3 separate regions of the Rattus norvegicus genome follow, and all the other regions are linked to region 1. Evidence: chromatin contacts called from public Hi-C data. All regions are on one chromosome and are shown on one strand. Each heading gives the region's core, a stretch centred on a gene start, on an enhancer-like site or on the middle of the called end of the contact. The rest is flanking DNA. Distances are from core to core; before and after follow the strand shown.

Region 1 (4,017 bases), core at 1,278-3,777:
AAACCAGTCTTCCCACAGAGGAACTGGGTGGACCTGAGTAGAGGAGACGGTTGCATCAACAAAGATGGCCCCAAGTTGTGGAGAGACTTCTTTGGCTCGAGCACATTCGAAAGGCTTATGACTCCCAACCCCCATCAGTTTCTTTGTGGTTTTAAATGAAAAAAAAAATCATTCACCAACTGTAAAATTGTAGAGTTTTTTTTTTTTTTTTTGAGCTGGGGACCGAACCCAGGGCTTTGCGCTTCCTAGGTAAGCGCTCTACCACTGAGCTAAATCCCCAGCCCCGAGTTTTTTAAATCTAAAATCCACCCTATCCGAAACCCTCTTACTGTGCGTGGCAGCTCCCCAGAGCGCTCACTGTTGTTTTCCATGACTGGTGCTCGATTGCTGGCTTTTGTGTTGCTCGCCCCTTCTTCTTCTTGCCCTACCCCGGAATTTTTTTTCTTTTAAATATTTCGAACTCTTAGTGCATGTCTAGCACATGGAGGAGAACCTACGGAACGTGTTTTAATGAATGGTTGTAGGAGGGTAGGGACAGATGTGACCCACATCTGCTTCTGTTCTGGAGCCTCGGTCTGCCAGAGCCTTTGCTGGTTTCTGCTTCGCTCTTGGCCTGCATAGGATACCCCTCCCCCCAACTTCACTCCTGGGCTGTGAGTGGGTCCTTCTCTCCTGATTTCCTAGCAAACATTTAAGTAGCAAGAGACCTGGACGTCGACCTACTTTGGACAAACTTACAGCAGAGGTTTACCTCAGAGATGTAGGGAATAGGAGCACCACACAAGTTTTTGTGCGCAGAGTAGGTTTTACCCAAGAGCATCTGTTTTGTTTTGTTTTGTTTTGTTTTGTTTTGTTTTGTTTTGTTTTGTTTTGTTTTGTTTTGTTTTGTTTTTTAAAAAAAACTGTTCTTTATACAGGCGTCAGGTATCCCAACTGCCTGAACCCCAGCCTCTCCGATTACTGGAGCAGAGGAGATGGGACCACTAGAGGGCGCCGGAGCCCAGCCTCTGCCGATCTTACAGTACAACAGGGCCAGCAAGTTCAGTGTTCAGCATCCTGAACGCTCAGGATAATGCAAAAGCCGATAGAAATGAATGGTTGCCTTCTCTAGAGTGCTACTTTTTAAACACAGGGCCCAGGTCGGCGCTGTTCCAGATTTGAAGCTGAGCCCCTAAAGTGCGCCTGACAAATGAATGGACGCAAAGTGCTTGGCGGAATTGTTTAAGACACTCTCATGTCTGAAACATTTTCCTCTTGACCCCGGCCACCCTTCTTTAGTCCCTAGGTGGAGCCCCAGGCCCAAAGGTCCTGGCCACTTCTTCAAAAATATGATTCCCAGATTGCCCTGAGACAGAGGCAAGTCTCTTTTGTGCACTCCCTTGGGTGAACGTGATAACAGAATCCAAATCGCTAATTGGTTATGTGAGAAAGGCAATGGGAGTGTGGCCAACACTGTATGTGGCAGCAGAAGGTCCAAAGGACGCTGCTCCCAGCCTCTAGCCCTCCAGCTGCGGTCTGCCCCTTCCCCTGTGTCTCCCCACACCCAGGTTGGGGTTGTTTTGGTTGACCAGCGTGGAGTACAACGGTCTATCGGCAGGACTGAGCACCAGTGGGTATATTTGTAAAGACACCAATGACCACCTTCGGAAGCACTCACTCCTGGGCTTCCGAAGTTTTAGGGGTTTTAGGGAGCAGGGGTGTAGGGAACTCTTTCGTCCTTTTTGGAACACTGGACTTTCTTCAGGAAAGGCAGAAAACACTGAAGTTTAAGAACACCCATTAAAACCAGGTACTGAGCGTCACGACGTTTCGCGGGAGTGAGACTCTCAGTGATTTCTCCGTTTCCATTCTGCAGGGTGAGAGCTGTGTCACCTCCCTCCGCCACCCCCCCAGCGTCAGATACCGTTACAGAGGGGAGGTGGCAAAGAAAATTCACCGTACTATATCTGGAAGACCCGCTTGGTCTCTTTGCTGGGCAGCACAGCCCTACGTTAGAATGCATCTTCCCGGGGGTGACTGTAGTGAGACTTTGGCTGGGAGTCCAAGTTATTCTAACTGTAGGTTGCTCCGCGTTGCCCTTAAGCCTAGCTGTCGCCTGCGGCACAGACACCCTGGGAGAGAGGTGGGTCAGTTTGAGGTCCTGGCACCAAAGAAAGGGTTCTCTGGCAACTTTTTTGGGTGCGGCGCAACAGAACCTCGCGCCTGGAACACAGTTTCGCCTCTGGTCCTTACTTGACAGCTTTCGATTTCGACAGCCCCTTAGTTTCTCTATCTGCAGGATGGGAGCATTTGTAGTCCAAGGAGCCCGCCCAAGTTGGGGACTGGGAAGATCAAAGGCCTCGGCACCCAGCGGAGCCGGGGACGCCGAGGGCGCCAAGAAGGGGGTGGGTAGGTAGGGGACTGGAAGGGCGGCTGCTCCGCAGGGGATGCGCGTCAGAGACCCCAGCCACACTTCAGACACGCCCCTTGACGAGCCCCGCCCCGCCTGGTTTTCGGCTCTAAAGCGCCCAGCGCGCGCCTCTAGCTGCCGCACTTTCACTCTCCGTCCACCTCGGTGTCCTCTTGCTGCCCAGCTCTGCAGCCTCCGGCGCGCCCTCCCGCCCACGCCATGGACGCCAAGGTCGTCGCCGTGCTGGCCCTGGTGCTGGCCGCGCTCTGCATCAGTGACGGTGAGTGTAATCTGCGCCCGGTCCCGGGCAAGGCTCGCAGCTCTGTGCCGGAGCTCCTTCGGGTCCGCGGTTCCCCTGCCCGCGCGGGAGTCGCGGAGAAAGAAGTCGTTCCGCGCGGTTCACTGCAAGCGAACTTCAGGCAGCCCACTTTGCAGGGCGCACTCCTTACGGGTGCCCTTTCCCGTGTCCCACGGGTCACACCGAGGTTTTGTGCTCTGCGAAGCGCAGCTGCAGGACCTAGAGAGGGCTGCAGGCGAGGCCCTGCAGGATTGTTGGGCAAGTGTGGGGTCGGCGCGGAATGGAAGCTTGGGCGACGGTGTCCTGGGCTTGGGCCCCGGAGCGCGCCAGCTGCACTCAGCTAGTGTCCACCCGCGCCCAGATGTTCCAGAGGCGAAGGGCAGCGCGGTCCGGGAGTTGACCGTGCAGGAGATTCATTCGGGTGGTGCGTGTGCCAGCAAACTCTTAAAGTAGCTTGGTTTGGCTATAGGTTCGGTGGTGCAGTTGAGTTTCGTCCCCTCAGAGTGTAGCGAGTTCTCTTACAACACCCTCGGGGCCATGAGCAGCGCAGTGCAGCTCTAGAGCTTGCGCCACCAGCCAGGGCTGCGCTTCTGCACAGTTCGTTGGTCCGTAGCGACGCGGACCTGAGCACGCGTCTCTTCGCTGCGCCTTTTTCTTCTTACCGGGGTCACTAGACAAAGGCGCAGCAGTTACTCGAGCTATATGCACACCTCTCCCCAACCCCCAAACACACCTGCAAATGGGCGCTTTTGTAGCCAGCCCCGGAGCCCTCCGCTCTGGAATGAGAGCTGCAGCAGAGTTCAGTCTCCCAGACCCGGGGTGGTGTCTTCTTTCACTGGGAAAGGGCTTTCATTTTGTTTTCTTTTTTTGACACTGAAGAGAAAACTCTCAGCGCTGTTACAAGACACCGTTGCTGCAAAACAAAACAAACCATTGCCTCTGAACACAAAACAAAACCCTACCAGTCGGGCCCCTGCCTTCCTCCGCTGTGTTGTTTCCGAACTGAGGGGCGGTCGGAGCCCTTGGTGAGGCTGCGATCTAAATGCTGCCCCAAGTGCGCCAAAGCGTTGGTTTGGGTTCTTTCCCTGTGAACAACAGGCTACGGAAAGTAGTGGGACCTGCGTTTGTTTGGCTAAGTATGGTTGGAGAGGCTGGACTTGCCTAGTCCGAGGGAAATGTTCAGTAAAAATTTAGTAAATGTTCAGTAAAAGTTCAATAAAAGAATAGTTGCTGATCGGAGGAGTAAAAAAGACAAATGAAAGGCAATTTCGGTTTTTTTTTTCCCTCTGCTACTGAGAACACCTGGGAGGCTGCAACTTCCCACTGGCCC
Region 2 (3,897 bases), core at 1,163-3,662, 160 kb after region 1:
CAAATTGTCTTATTTGTGTTTCTGGCAGGGAGGCTGTGAGCAGTTTCCACACCTCTGCTTTTGTTTACGAACTTATTAGAATGGTCCACACAAGTCAGGAAACAAAGACTATTTAAGATGTGTAGGGAAGAATCTCAGAACTCCCACACCCATACCTCACACTCTGCCAGCACTACCAAACCTCAGCCACCAGAGATCCTCTAATCTCTGTCCTTTTGAGTTTCCATGGAAACTTCATTAGAAATCCAAGATTGGTCAAGTAATTGTCCACAGATTACCAACTTATCTTTAGCTTTTCCCTCCTCCCCAGGTTGGAGATGGTATTAAATGTCCCCATATTCTCATCTTGCTGATCTTTATGGTGACCAGCTGCATCCTGATGTTTTGTGGGGGACTTTCAGCTAACTTTCAGTCTTTGACATAGAAAGCAAACCACATCTTCCTGAAGATTTCTTGTGTCTTTAGGAGCTGTTCAGAAACCAAATATGTATTTCACACTATCCTTAAAGACTGCTGTTGGATTTTCAACATGGTTTCTAGTTTATAAACATGACCAAATTTTTGCTTTCTTTCCATCTATAGAACTTTTAGCAGTGAAAAGAAAGAATAAATGGAACTCCCTGTAAGACTTTCTGAAATTATTTCTCAGTCAAGCAATAGTAACTTGTATAATTTGATCTTTTATAAGAATGGTAAGTAAAGACAGAAGTTAGGGTAAACTTAAGTGAATCCCCCAAGGTACATGAGGCTACTTTTACTTTTCTGCATTTTCCTAGTAATTTTAATTTTTATTTGAAAGAGGGATCTGGACCATTCAGAGATGCTTAAAGAATATTTTCTTAAAGAATGCACAATTCGTTTTAAGCCAAAGTTTACGACCACTGGGGGAAAGCTCTACAATTCAAGGTCAGGGAATTGAGGTAGAGGTACAACGGGTACTTAGAAAGTACTTTAGGTAAAGAGCACTGACTCCTCCCTCGGTCCCACAAGGTAACTGAGACCAGGAAAAATCCTGACCTCTCTCCTCCTTTGTATCTGACTCCATGAGCATCTTATTATCAGAGTACTTCCTCCACCCCTTTCCATATCCCTCATCCATATTTGAAGCTGTCAAGACATTGTTATATTCTGGTAGACACTTTAGATCCTGGGAACAATAGGGTCGATCAATGAACACCCTATGACTAAGGACTAAAACTGCCACCAAACAGACCACTCCTATGTGAGGGTTGTTGTCTGCTCTGGTGAAGCTGGACCGTGGAGAAGGAGTGATCGCCTCATGAGAACCAGATTGCTCCCCTCAGATGATAATGACTAACTCAGACTATGCTGCAGAACCAGAGCTGGGAGAGGACCAACCAGACCATACCTGGATCAAACTGCTTAATTTTGCAGATCTTTTGCCCCCACCCCAATTCTTCTACTTAAACCTAAAAAGCATGTCAGTGCCCTGAAGACACTCTTGGGGCTGCTGAACCCCCTTTATCAGTTCCTCTTTTCTCTCCTGTTCACAACTAATTGTGTCTTTAATTAACATGTTGGATGACAGCTGCCTCACCATTAGCACTCTGGGAGCCCTGGATTTTGTTCTCAAACTTAAGCCAGAGGAGGACTTCTGGCTGGGTTTGAAGGAGGCAGCCTGGGATTTTGGCCATCCATCTTCTCCTCTGTCATTTGATGGAAGCCAGTGTTACTGCTGGATACAAATGCTGGATATAAGGAGATTTGGGGTCACATTATAGGGATTTATGTGCATCCTCTCTCACTGTTTGTCCTGCAAAGGGAGGAAAGAGGAAACCTCACAGAGTTTGTTGGGGTTAGTCATCCATTTTTCTGGTGAAAATGTGTAAAACTTGCACATACACAACAAAAGCACCTCCCAAGGACTGGAGGCCACGCAAAGGTAAGCAAATGAAGAGAACTGAGCTTTCTACTTTTTCTTTTAGCTCGTGGAACACAGCTCAGAGCCCTCACAACAAAGGAAGGATCTGTGACAATGGGAACAAAGACATCACACCCTCCATTGGCTTCTAGCTGCCTTGCATTTTGCCCCACCCAGCCACACGTCGTAATTAGTCATGGGTTATTTGGCCATTGCAGACGTTTTTCTTTAAGTGTGGGCCAACATCCCTTTTGGTGAACCTATCTGAGAGTTGTGGTTTCTTGATTAAATTTATTTCTTTCGAATCTGCATGATTCGGAACTCCTCCTTGGGGTCATTGCCAGGGTCCAGCTAGCAGAATGAGCATGCTTTTAAATTCAGAGCTCAGATGATTTGGCAATATTGGTATTTTCTTTTCTCAGCTTTCCCGGATTTGGGGCTTAGGCTTTTGTGCCCTTCATCTGCTCCTCATTAGAACGCCATTGGCGCTTGTTTGAGAGTTCTCAATGCCTTAGTCAGAACTAAGAATACCCTTTCCTCCGGACACCAGCCATGGACTTCCCAGATCTCTGACAGAAAGGGAAGGAGACAGACTCTTGAGAGACTGACAGAACCCACTTTATGGGGTCATGGGAAAGACAAAGCCCAGGGCATTTGACAGGACACTAATTCAAATGACTGACTGCCTCTCAGGAGGAGAACTAAGCAAGCTCCAGGCATCAGCTGCGTTGGAAGCCTGTGAGTCACGAGGCACAGATCTGAGGAAGGCTGCAGGCACAGGCGCTAGTTCGAATTTGGAAAGGAAAAGCCCATTCATCCCTTTCCTTAGTGTGCACATCCATTCATTCAGTAGTACACAAACATGCTTCCATCAAAATAAATAGTAAACTTATATATGCACCAAAAGATTGTTTTGAAATAAACATCTTTGTGTTTTATTAGAGTCGTGCACCCTAGGTTTATGTCCATACGCCCAGGGCTGTGTAAAAATTTTAGGCAGGATGCATTTGTGAGTGGAAAACATTTAAGACGTTCCAGATGATGTAATAGAAGCTGATGACTTGCCTTCTGAAGGCTGAAGACCCAAGATCAGGGTGTGAGTGTGACTACTTAGCCCCTCTCCTTGGCTGAAGATGGCATCCTCAGCCTGAGTCATCACATGACTTTTCCCTGCATGTCTGTGTCCTAATGTCATCTTCTTATACTTGACTGGTACTGACACCAATGCCCTCATTTTAATTTAATTATTTTCTTAAAGACTCTGACTTGCTTGCCATGGTGGCCGGCACCTTTTAGCCCAGCACTAGGAGGCAAAGGCAGGACAATCAATCTCTATGAGTTTTTGTTTTGTTGTGTTGGTGTTGGAGTGTGTGTGTGTGTGTGTGTGTGTGTGTGTGTGTGTGTGTGTGTGACAGACAGAGAGAGAGAGAGAGAGAGAGAGAGAGAGAGAGAGAGAGAGAGAGAGAGAGAGAGAGAGCTTATAAGCAGCTGGGGGACAGAGGTTGATACTGGGTATCTTCTGAATTAATCTCCACCTTATACTTTTTGAGACTCGTTGGTCAATGAACTCCAGACGGCGACCTGTCTCTCAGAAGAGCACACTGTGTCCAGATTTTGTGTGGGTTTGGGGGATCCAGACTCAGGTCCTCAAACTTGCACTTGACTAAGTGAGCCCTCATTGTTAGGTTTCATAGTTGGATATTGATCACTATCATGGTATGAATGTGGCCCTCAAGTTTCAAGTATTAAAAACTTAATCCCCAAAGTCACATGTTACTAGTATTTGGAAATGAGACAAAAAAATCTTTACAATGACAGTGAGTGCCACATGAGCTCATTGGGGTGGGGCTCTGTGATAGTGTCTGTGGCTTTATAAGGAGTGGAACACAGAGACCTGAACTAGCAATGGCACACCTGCCTGGCATGGGATTCCTGGACCAAGAGCCAGAGAAATTTGCTCAGATTCCTGTTCTTGAGCTTCCTAGGCTTTAGAAGCACCCTTTATTCCTCATTAG
Region 3 (4,086 bases), core at 494-2,993, 250 kb after region 1:
CGATCTTGGTTGTCAACTTTATTAGATCTAGAATCAACTGAGAAGCATAACCCTAGTCAGAATTGTAAGGGCAGTTCCTGAAATGATTAACTGGGATTGAGGAAGGGAACCTTCTCCCTGAGTAGGCACTACCTTGTGGCAGCCTTCTAAATCTAAGAGGTCAGAGGTGAAAGATATTGTTTGCCTACCTGCCTTCTCTCTTTGCTGGCAAATGCATCTATCTTGCTGTTGTTGTTGTTGCTGTTGTTGTTGTTGTTGTTGTTGTTGTTGCTGCTGCTGCTGCTGCTGCTGCTGCTGCTGACATCAGAACCTAATTTCTTTGGTCTCCCAATGTGGAATAAAAACAAACAGCTCTTCTAATCCATTTACATACATCAGCCTTCTCTGGGAGAATTTACAAGCCTGCACTTACTTGTTTTTGTTACTTGGAGACTGAGGTCAAAAGGGTTTCCTCTTCCTCTTCCTCTGTCTTATTTAATGTGTTAATCTTGATGCCCCTCTCTATCCTAAACACTCCTGCCACAGAGTGTGTACAGCTCTCAGGTGTCAATCCTATCTCCTACTTAAGAACACCCCATGGCCTCATTTTCTTTTTTTTTTTTTCCGGAGCTGGGGACCGAACCCAGGGCCTTGCGCTCCCTCATTTTCAACAGAAGTGAATTGAAACTCACAGTGAACATGCAAAAGTTACTCTACCTAGACCACCCTCTACTCTGTTTTATTCAGGGCCCTGTTCTGTCTTCTGAGCTGACTTGGATCTCATAACATCTAGACGTTCTAGACCTATGATGTCTGCTTTACAAGCTTCATCGCAATGGTGGTCTTTCTAGTGTAGGCTGGAGTACCTTACCTTTCTGCTTGGCAGTGAGGGAGCACCCAACAAGAATTCTCTCTTATTTCGATGTAGATATGAAGTATATCTTCAAAAGCCATCTATACTGAAACCTCAGTTCCCAGCCAGTGGCACACTGAGATACCGAGTCATGACTACGCTAACTCTATCAGTAGATCGTGTTGATGAGTTTATGGTTGAGTGAACTGTAAGGAGATGGAGCCTACTCATCTTCCTGTTGCTTTCTCATAATACTTCCGGTCTGTCCTGAGGAGATACCACAGGGCTGTAGCTCTGGAGCTTGAACACAAATGGAAACCTCTGAACATGTGAGCCAAAATGAATCTCTTCCTGCAGGATCCTTCACTTCCTCAGGCATTTTGTCACGGAGATGAAAATTCACTGTCCCATAGCTTCTGCCTTCTGCCATCTAGTGTCTGATCCATTGCTTAAATAGCAGGCATTTCCCTTTCAAAGTAAAAGAATCTGAGAAGGTGGAGGAGGAGGAGGAGTAAGAAGATGAAGAGGAGGAGGAGGAGGAGGAGGAGGAGGAAGAAGAAGAAGAAGAAGAAGAAGAAGAAGAAGAAGAAGAAGAAGAAGAAGAAGAAGAAGAAGAAGAAGAAGGAGGAGAAGGAGAAGGAGAAGGAGAAGGAGAAGGAGAAGGAGAAGGAGAAGGAGAAGGAGAAGGAGAAGGAGGAGGAGGAGAAGAAGAAGAGATAGAGGAGGAGGATTTTTTTCCAATGCCTTCTGTCTCCTTCATACTTCTGAGCCAGGAGGAAGGATGCTGGACTTACACATAGAGGACACAGTCTGGAGCACATTCCATCGATAATCTATTCATCCCTGCTTGCACTGGGGTGGAACTTGGCAAAGAATGTGGTGTTGCAATTCCCTCTTCTGCCGCAGGCTTGTTCTCTAGGATCCCTAGGCTCCTCATTTTGAGGACACGTGGGCCCTGTGTGCACACAGGCACATGGGGTCATTAATCACCCCCACCACCTTAAAAGAATTCTCTAAACCGGAGGGGGAAAAGGATACTATAAAAAGACTGAATTAGAGTCCCTCTGCACCAATATCCCTGAATATGCAATTTATTGCCAACAACCAAAATCTCATTCTCAGGCCATTAACTAAAATAGAAAAAAATATCATCTTAAATTCTAACCATAACAAGGGGTGCATTGTAATAGGCTTCCAGTTCTGGGTGAGCAGATGGGTGCCTTGAACACAGGAAACCTCAAGAACTCAGAGTATGATGCTCCCCTTCCCAAAGCCTCCAACTTGGAAACCGCAATCTTCGTGTGGCTCTCGTGTTCCTAACCAAAATTCTTCTGTTAATCCTGAAGACACGGCAGCTGAAGTACCACCCAGTCACCAGCGCCTCGGAAGGAAGCCAGAAACAAAATCCCTCTGTCTAAATTAATGAGTGGCCTTTGTTTAGAAGGGGCATGCCCTGGGCACCCTGGCTTGGAGGTAGCTTTGCTTTCGTGGAATGCCAAAAAGAGTCAGAAGTGACAGAAGTAGCTGGTGTTCCTCAGGCTCCGCTTGAATGAGTTTTCCCTACTTTTTGGGCTTCCCCGAGACCAGAGTCCAGCCTTATTGTCAAACCCGGAGAGCTCCTGGCTCTCAACATTGGCCTGTGTGTGACCTATCCCTGTCCCTGCTTCCTCCCCTACATTGACTTCTGTCTCATCAAGAGCTGACTGAGGCCCTGTCCTCCCTTCACCTGTGTTCATCAACCTCAGGGAGAGCTTCTTGCTCCTACTGTTTCCCACATAGGAATGGTGGTGGTTTGAATAGGATCACACCCAATAGACTTGTGGATTTGAAATGCTTGGTCCATAGGGAGTGGCACATGGCTATGACCTTGTTAACTGGGTGTGGTCCTTTTGGAGGAAGTGTGTCACTGTGGGTAGGCGTTAAGGTCTCAGGCCCAGACTCCGTGGCTCACAGTTCTTTTCCTGCTACAGGCAGATCCAGATGTAGACTCTCAGCACCATGTAGAAGCCCTTCAGTACCATGTACGCCTGCATATTACCGTGATGATCATAGGCTAAACCTCTGAACTGTAAGCCAGACCCAACTAAATGTTTTCCTCTGTAACAGTTATCATGGTCATGATCTCTTCATAGTAGTAAAACCCTAACTAAGACAAGAAGGGTAGGGAGACTGGAACAGGCCTCCTGAATCTATTCTCCCTGTTACTGAGCCCTGATGAGCACACCTCTTAACCAGTTGAACCTTGGGTCTCATTAGTAAGCTGTCACCATAGTTCCTTATAAGTCCAGACCTGCAGGCACACCGGGACTTGCAGAAAGTGTTTAAGAACAATGTATCACTTTGATACACTGCACACGTGCATGCACACACACACCAGCACACAGTGGCAGCTTACTTCTGCACAGACACTCTGCTCCTACATCCCACCTGTCCCACTGTAAGCGAGACTTTACCATTTACCATTTACCATTTACCACACACACAGACAAGTACAGAGCCAGACCCAGAGGAGTGCACAGCCTTGTATGAGTCAGTTTAGCTCCTCTAACAAATATCACACAATGGGGCTTAAGCAGCAGACATATGCTATCCCACAGTCTTGGAGGACAAAAGTTCAAGTTAAAGATGTCAAAAGAACCAGCTTGTCCTGTGGCTCCGTCTTTTGCTCCTCCCAGCATCTGCCCTCTATGCCTCTATGTTCTGATTTCCCCCTCTAGAAGGGCAATGGTCACATGGAAGAAGAGCCTACCCTGAGGATCGCTTCATATTTGGCCATCTCTGTAAAGGCTGCTTTCAGGGCTTACACGTAAGAATTATTGAGGCACACAGTTGGGCAATTACAACTCCAGAACAGTGACACCTGAGTCCTTGCTTTCTGGGAAGAAAAGAACTAAGGGAACAATAAAACTTGGAGCTTAAGCATCGGATCCCTCCTTCCCGTTTGCATCCTTTGGACACAGGGCAGGGCACAAAGGTGGTATCGCATGAAAACATCTGGGAGGAGGGCAGGGACCGGTGTTGATGAGCACCTTCAGCCCCACCCCCCCAGACCTCGATTCAGGTGTGTTCCTTCAGGGACGGGCTGATTTCATCTATGCGTGCCAGCTGCTATCAGGAGAGCCCAACCTGTGTAAGTGTTTGCTACTTCCTAAACACTTGTCAAGTGTATTGTTTTATTTAGATCATTGCAACCACACCCGGAGAAATTGGTATCTCCAAACTAATGGGTGAGAAGCTGAGTACAGAAGAGAGGA

What was found. A called contact is a pair of places that touch in the nucleus more often than the background predicts.
Region 2: a Hi-C map of the A7r5 cell line shows a contact between it and region 1, with 3 times the contacts expected there. The contact joins the enhancer-like site here to the promoter of Cxcl12 in region 1. A contact is called at or near these places in 3 of 12 Hi-C or Micro-C datasets (the A7r5 cell line, the Rat2 cell line and frontal cortex).
Region 3: a contact with region 1 is called in a Hi-C map of the Rat2 cell line, with 7 times the contacts expected there. The contact joins the enhancer-like site here to the promoter of Cxcl12 in region 1. A contact is called at or near these places in 9 of 12 Hi-C or Micro-C datasets (the Rat2 cell line, Schwann cells, frontal cortex and 5 more).

The regions. Positions count from the first base shown.
Region 1 is chr4:152,058,254-152,062,270 of GRCr8, forward strand. Cxcl12 (C-X-C motif chemokine ligand 12) reads left to right here and starts at 2,528. Exons shown (of 3, transcript NM_022177.3): 1 at 2,528-2,669. The coding sequence starts at 2,609.
Region 2 is chr4:152,214,234-152,218,130 of GRCr8, forward strand. LOC134486835 (a long non-coding RNA gene) reads left to right here. Exons shown (of 2, transcript XR_010066257.1): 2 at 1,947-2,187. Among named protein-coding and RNA genes, the nearest start is that of Cxcl12, 160 kb to the left of the region's middle. Within about 2 kb of position 2,413, at least 11 of the 93 cell types and tissues checked have an H3K27ac peak or open chromatin away from gene starts, as enhancers often do. A contact at or near this core is called in the A7r5 cell line, where this site is marked.
Region 3 is chr4:152,304,293-152,308,378 of GRCr8, forward strand. No RefSeq gene overlaps it. Among named protein-coding and RNA genes, the nearest start is that of Cxcl12, 250 kb to the left of the region's middle. Within about 2 kb of position 1,744, at least 6 of the 93 cell types and tissues checked have an H3K27ac peak or open chromatin away from gene starts, as enhancers often do. A contact at or near this core is called in hepatocytes, where this site is marked.